Linked DNA regions of Mus musculus: region 1 is linked to region 2. Evidence: chromatin contacts called from public Hi-C data. All regions are on one chromosome and are shown on one strand. The core of a region is the stretch at or near the end of the contact, and the rest is flanking DNA. Distances in the headings are between cores, read along the strand shown.

Region 1 (3,260 bases), core at 709-3,208, 2.5 Mb before region 2:
TCACATGCATCCCTCCCGCATCCCTCCTCACGCTCTTTCACTGATGTTATGAGTTAGTTCTGCTTACATAGAGAATAAAGGAGAATTGTGTCTGTACCAGTTATTAGAAAAATGTCAAAAATGAACATAGTTTTTAAATGGCCAGGTTCCATGAGAAAGTTATATTTAAAAGTAATCTAAAACATCAATCATTAGAAATAATATAATAGATAGATATAATCAGCAAGCATTTCTTGAATTTATAGATATGCATAGATATAGAATATATAGATATAATCAGCAAATATTTTGTGATTAAGATTATGTTGCCATTCAAGATGGAGATAAAAGAGGAAAATAGCATTTTAAGTGACATAATTTTTGCTCTATAGTCTTTTAGAAGGTGAAAATCTAGATTTGGCATCTTTATGCATATTTGTACTATATACTATATTTGCTACATAGTTTGAAAATTAAATCTTAGTTTTGAGGTGAACATCTACTTTAAAATATATGCACCTTTGTTTAAGTTACAAAATGAAAATATGCACATTGATAGAGACTACAACTATGGCAAATGCATCAGAAAATGTTACATTTATGCTTTTAATTTCTGTCTATGATGGAATCATTGACATTGAATATTCCAGTGTATGTACGCCCACGTTTGCAAGACAAAAGTGAGGAAAAATAAGCAACAAAATTATTTTCTGCTGCAATATTACTTGAAATATTTGCAAGTACTTTGTTAGTTTATTAAATTCTTTTAAATAAATATCTGTTTTAATTTAAAGCCTGGACCAGCATTTGAGCACCACTCCACTTTGTATTTCTTACTGATCTCTAACCACTATAAAATCTGTATTGTTCTTATGTCATGAAGCCTTCGAAATATACTGTTTTATGAAAAAGAAAGAGAGAGATAGAGAGAGAGAGAGAGAGAAAGAAAGAAAGAAAGAAAGAAAGAAAGAAAGAAAGAAAGAAAGAAAGAAAGAAAGAGAGAAAGAAAGAAAAGGCTGAGGCTTTCCCGGATAAAAACACTAGTTGCTGACTGAAATCAAAGATTTATTTTACACAATTAGAAATCAGCTTTTTGTGTCCTTAAAAGGCAAATCCTTAGAAACAATAAAACTAATATAAAAATGTATGAATCAATGAGAAATAAAAGAATTCCTAAGCTTTAGAAATAAATCTCAACTAGAAAAGGAAACCAATTGTGCTACAGTATTTGAAAATGATTTATTAGGCAAAGTATAAAGAGCACACCTGGACATAGATGCATATAATGACATTTTAAAACTATTTTGCAAAATGGGAAAAATACTTTAGCTTTCAAAAAATTCAAAGTTCAATACTCTGAGGACTGCTTATAGGGCGGCCGACATCAGAAGAGAAGTCGAGAACATTTTAGGTACTGTGCCTTTCCAAGAAGGAGGAATGTAGTTATTACCGAGGAATTCAGTTATGTACCGTCTTGCTTCTTGACATTTTATATGAGTGGTGGGGAGATGGTTTATTTAAAAGAAAAGTCTCAAAATACCCAAACCAAGGTATGAAAGCAAGTGACGTTTTAATTCTTTCAGAAACTAATGATTAAAACATGCATCTGTGTTTCTTTTCTAAGTGTAATCTAACGGAAAGTAGACTGAAAACAAAAGGAAACTTGAAAAAGAATTGAGGAAAGAAAAAAGGAGGAAAAGAGAGGACCAGAAGAAACAAATTCCACTCAAATTAAAACGGTATCAAAAATTTAGCCAGGTTATTGAAGCTGATGAGATTTTTTTTGTGTCCTAAATTATTTATATGTTTTTTCAACCTCGTGTTTCTTTACTTTTCTTTCTTTTTTGGGTGGTGATGGTGGTGATGGTGGTGATGGTGGTGATGGTTGTGATGGTGGTGATGGTGGTGGTGGAGGTGGTGAGGATGGCTACTCCTCTTTACCAGTTGCTTGAGATCCCCGGGTCTCGGGGAGACTTCTCAGATGACCACTAGATGGCATGAAAGCACTGTATTGGACCTGCTCAGCCGTCCTGCACTGCGCGACATTGGGGGTTTATTCTTTTCAAGCTGGGAGCTCAGTGTTAATCATGTAAGATGCCTTTTCTTTGAGAAAGATCTTTTTGTGTCGCATGACACTTTCCAGGACACAAAGGGAGTATTCTGTCCTCCTTCCACACACACTTAGAAAATGTCGGATTAAATTTGGAATAATAAAAATCATGTCAGTGTTTGCTGGGGTTTCCTGAGAACTTTACTCTCTTCCCTTTGGGGGATAGTGTGCTATTTGTTATGCGGTCTACCTTAATAGGTGGACAGAGCAGTCCCTTCACCACTGTGCCTGCAACAACTGCAGACAAAGTTTGCACATTTGCAGTCATATTTCTTTTTCTTGATTTTTTTTTTTTTTCATCAAAATTTCTCTTGGTTTTTCTTCACTTATGCTGTTAGGGTCTGTCATTAAGGACTAATATGAAATGCTGGATTTCAAACAGCCGTGGCAAAGGAGACAATCCCCTTTAACACTTTCTACCAGCCAGGCAACGCATGTCTTTGTTCTTGCTTCGCAAATACGTTTAAAGTTTTTGCCTGGTCACTGGGCCGCTTTCGTCTTTCCCTCCACACTTGCAGTTGTAGTTTTATATGTGGAACATTTCCTGTTTCCCAAGATACATATCAAATATCTCTCCCTGTTCGTCCACAACAGGAACAATTACCATATCCCTTCAGATGTTATCACTATCTGCCTTCACAAAATGTCCATTGTAGACGATGTTTTGATCTTTGGATAAGTGCCTTAATTTAAAATAATGGCAAAAGGGTAAATTAGGCCTCCATGCTCAACAGCGCATGAATGACAAATCTGTTGTGGTTGGGGTATATTTTTGATATTCCTTTAAACGTCTCATAGCAGATTTACATGGGATCAAAAATGATACTGCGCATTGACAAACTGAAGTGCATAATTTATTTCATGTACTACTGATACTACTATATAACCTACACATTTAATTTTACTTCTAATGGCTTTACAATTTTGATAGATATGAAATCATGTCAGTTTAAAATCTCACAGATCTGAAGTTTGGGGGGGCTGTTTTCAGTATCCACCTTTGTAAAGCTTTTTATCCCGTGTATAGTATCTGAGAATAAGATAATTTGTTGGACATATTTTCTTAGCTTTGATTTTTATAAATTTATCAAAACTACAGATTCTAAGAAGACATCTATATAAAATATTTAGTAAAACAAAGATCCAATGATATAATCATAGCTCTTTAAAA
Region 2 (3,229 bases), core at 102-2,601:
CGTCTTTGTGGAAAGTAACTGACACTGGCTAGGTCTTAATTACCTCCTCATTGGAAAATAGTTAAGACACTGCACTTCACTTGGTACCCTGAGGAGTTCAGCAATGACAAGAAGACAGATGGGGAGTGTGTCTGGAGCAGACGTTACTCTTAACCTTTTTTGTCTTTTCTCCTGTCACACTCAGTGAGGACACCGAGCAAGCACTCACATGCACCATGGTTCGCACGCATGATGTCCTAGTGCTGGCTACATGGATTGCAACATTTGTCAGAAAGGCAGCTCTGGAGCTCACTGGCTGCATTAAGTACTACAAAGCATCATTCTTTGTTGCCTGAAGAGCAGCAATCAACCCAAGCCTTTTTCAAAGACAATTTTCTTTTTCTTTAACCAATTTACTAATCTTTTAGATGTGTTTTATACACTCCTCCTTTCATGGTTGATATTATAAATATAATTTTTCTTAAATTATTTATCTTACTTTTCAGATTATAATTACATCACTTTATCTTCCCCTTTCCTTTCTCCAAATATTATCATATATCTGTCCTTGCTCTCTTTTAAAATCATTGCCACTTTTAAATTAATTTTTATTATATACATACTTATACAGGCATATACATATATATTCTTAAATGCATAAACATAACCTGTTCAGTCTATATAACCGTATCTGTATGTATGATTTCAATGCTGAATTTTAAACAATTAATAAATATAATTATTTACAACCATGAATATATATTAAAAGAATTACTCTATGTCAAAGCAAAAGACTTCTTTTTCACAAATATTTAATATTGGGATGTTTTTAATTTAAAATAAAGCCCCTAAATTCTCTCTGGACAATACTCTAAAATGCAGTAAAGTCATGGGAGTGTTAGTTACACACCTTGCTGCTTGCCATAAAGGGGAGACAAAGGCTCCTCCCAAGTTTCTACATGATTTTTCATTTGTGCTCCCCCCACTCCCCCACCCCCATTTTTACATGTCCTTCCTGAAAAGAGGACACTGAAGCTGAGATAAAGGGGCTGGATGAGATCAGACAGGCAGGAAAGGGCCCAGAAAACTATCATTCCTCCAGATGAATACTGAACTTTTGATTAAAGATCAAAATTAAAAATTCAAAAGGTTTGGCAACCCTCACAGAACTCATAGCCAAGGGATTAGTCCAGAGGATCCTCCCCTAGACAACTCAAAAGGCCAGGGCGACTGTGAATGGGAGAGTGCGGCTTTGTGCAGGACTGCAAAGGTTTTCAGTGAGGAGATGGCATTTGAGCTAGGTCCTATTGCACGAGTGGGAGTTCGCTGCGCATAGAAAGGAAGGAAGGGCACTCCAGGAAAAGAAACAGCATCTGGGACAAGATAGAGTTTCAAAAAAGTGGCATATTCAGAACGCAGTGAGACATGCCTGTGGCTGAAGCGTAGGGGGCACGTGGGAGAGGAGAAGACTGGGAGATGGAAAATTTTAGAGAAAAGGGCTGGGGAGACTTTGTGAAGGACAAGCACCACTCCCAGCAGGTTTAAGGGATGATGGACAAGGGCATGGCCTAGCACCATCTTGTGGTTTCAGAAATGTCTCCTGGAAGCTTGGACAAAATAGAATGTAAATCCAACAGATATCCAGTTTCCTAGGATATACTCATCAAATGGTTTGATCGCCTTATACTTAGAGGCCACACATGAATGTCCTCTAACTGGGGGACTTTTGGAGGACCATAAGGAATAAAAAATGAGTGGGGAACTTTATAGCTATCTCTAAACAATAGAGAGTGTTTTAAACTTTCTTTCAATTAGCAATATTTCCTTTGAATTGATTGTTTCTCTTTTTCTTTTTCTTTTGTTTTTTTTTTTTGTTTTTATTAGATATTTCCTTTATTTACATTTCAAATGTTATTCCCTTTCCTAGTTTCCCTTCTGAAAATCCCCTATCCTCTCCCATCTCCCTGCTCCGAAACCCATGCACCCCCACTTCCTGGCCCAGGCATTCCCCTATACTGGGCATAGAACCTTCACAGGACCAAGGGCCTCTCCTCCCATTGATGGCCAACCAGGCCGACATTTGCTACATATGCAGCTATAGCCACAAGTCCTTCCCTGTGTTTTCTTTGATTGGTGGTTTAGTCCCAGGGAGCTCTGGGGTTACTGGTTAGTTCATATTGTTGTTCCTACTAGGGTGCTTTAAACCCCTTCAGCTCCTTGGGTACTTTCTCTAGCTCCTTCATTGGGGACCCTGTGCTCCATCTAATGGATGACTGTGAGCATCCACTTCAGTATTAGTCAGGCACTGGCATAGCCTCTCAGGAGATAGCTATATCAGGCTCCTGTCAGCAAGCTCTTGTTCGCATCTGCCATAGTGTCTGGGTTTGGTGGTTGTTTATGGGATGGATCCCCAGGTGGGGCAGTTTTTGGATGGTCATTCCTTCAGTCTCTGCTCTACACTTTGTCTCTGTAACTTCTTCCATGGGTATTTTGTACCCCCTTCTAAGAAGGGTCGAAGTATCCAAACTTTGGTCTTCCTTCTTCTTGAGTTTCACGTGTACTGCAAATTGAATCTTGGATGTTCTGACCTCCTGGGCTAATATCCACTTATCAGTGAGTGTATATCATGTGTGTTCTTTTGTGATTGGGTTACCTCACTTCAGATGATATCCTCCAGATCCATCCATTTGTCTAAGAATTTCATGAATTCATTGTTTTTAATAGCTGCATAGTACTCCATTGTGTAAATGTACCACATTTTCTGTATCCATTCCTCTGTTGACGGACATCTGGGTGCTTTTGAAGACCCAGAAATGAACACACAAATTTATGGTCATTAGATCTTTGACAAAGGAGTTAAAACCATCCAGTGGGGAAAAGACAGCATTTTCAAGCACAAGAGATGCTGGCTCAACTGGCGGTTATCATGTAGAAGAATGGGAATTGACCCGTTCTTATCTCCTTGTACAAAATTCAAGTCTAAGTGGACCAAGGAACTCCACATAAAACCAAAGACACTGAAAATTATAGAGGAGAAAGTGGAGAAAAGCCTCAAAGATATGAGCACAGGGGGAAAATTCCTGAACAGAACAGCAATGGCCTGTGCTGTAAGATCGAGTATTGACAAATGGGACCTCATAAAATTGCAAATCTTCTGTAAGGCACAGGACACTGTCAATAAGACAAAATGGTAACCAACAGATTGGGAAAATATTTTTACCAATCCTAAATCTGATATGGGGATAATATC

What was found. Hi-C and Micro-C count contacts between places; a contact is called where the count stands out from the background.
Region 1: a contact with region 2 is called in a Hi-C map of cerebral cortex, with 5 times the contacts expected there. The contact joins two enhancer-like sites. A contact is called at or near these places in 1 of 484 Hi-C or Micro-C datasets (cerebral cortex) and 1 of 115 datasets of contacts at active chromatin or transcription factors (embryonic forebrain).

Annotation. Positions count from the first base shown.
Region 1 is chr13:84,757,444-84,760,703 of GRCm38.p6, reverse strand. All of the region lies in intron 2 of Gm34196 (a long non-coding RNA gene), which reads left to right. Among named protein-coding and RNA genes, the nearest start is that of Gm34246, 84 kb to the right of the region's middle. Within about 2 kb of position 1,958, at least 36 of the 459 cell types and tissues checked have an H3K27ac peak or open chromatin away from gene starts, as enhancers often do. A contact at or near this core is called in cerebral cortex, where this site is marked.
Region 2 is chr13:82,306,678-82,309,906 of GRCm38.p6, reverse strand. No RefSeq gene overlaps it. Among named protein-coding and RNA genes, the nearest start is that of Gm24295, 260 kb to the right of the region's middle. Within about 2 kb of position 1,351, at least 4 of the 459 cell types and tissues checked have an H3K27ac peak or open chromatin away from gene starts, as enhancers often do. A contact at or near this core is called in cerebral cortex, where this site is marked.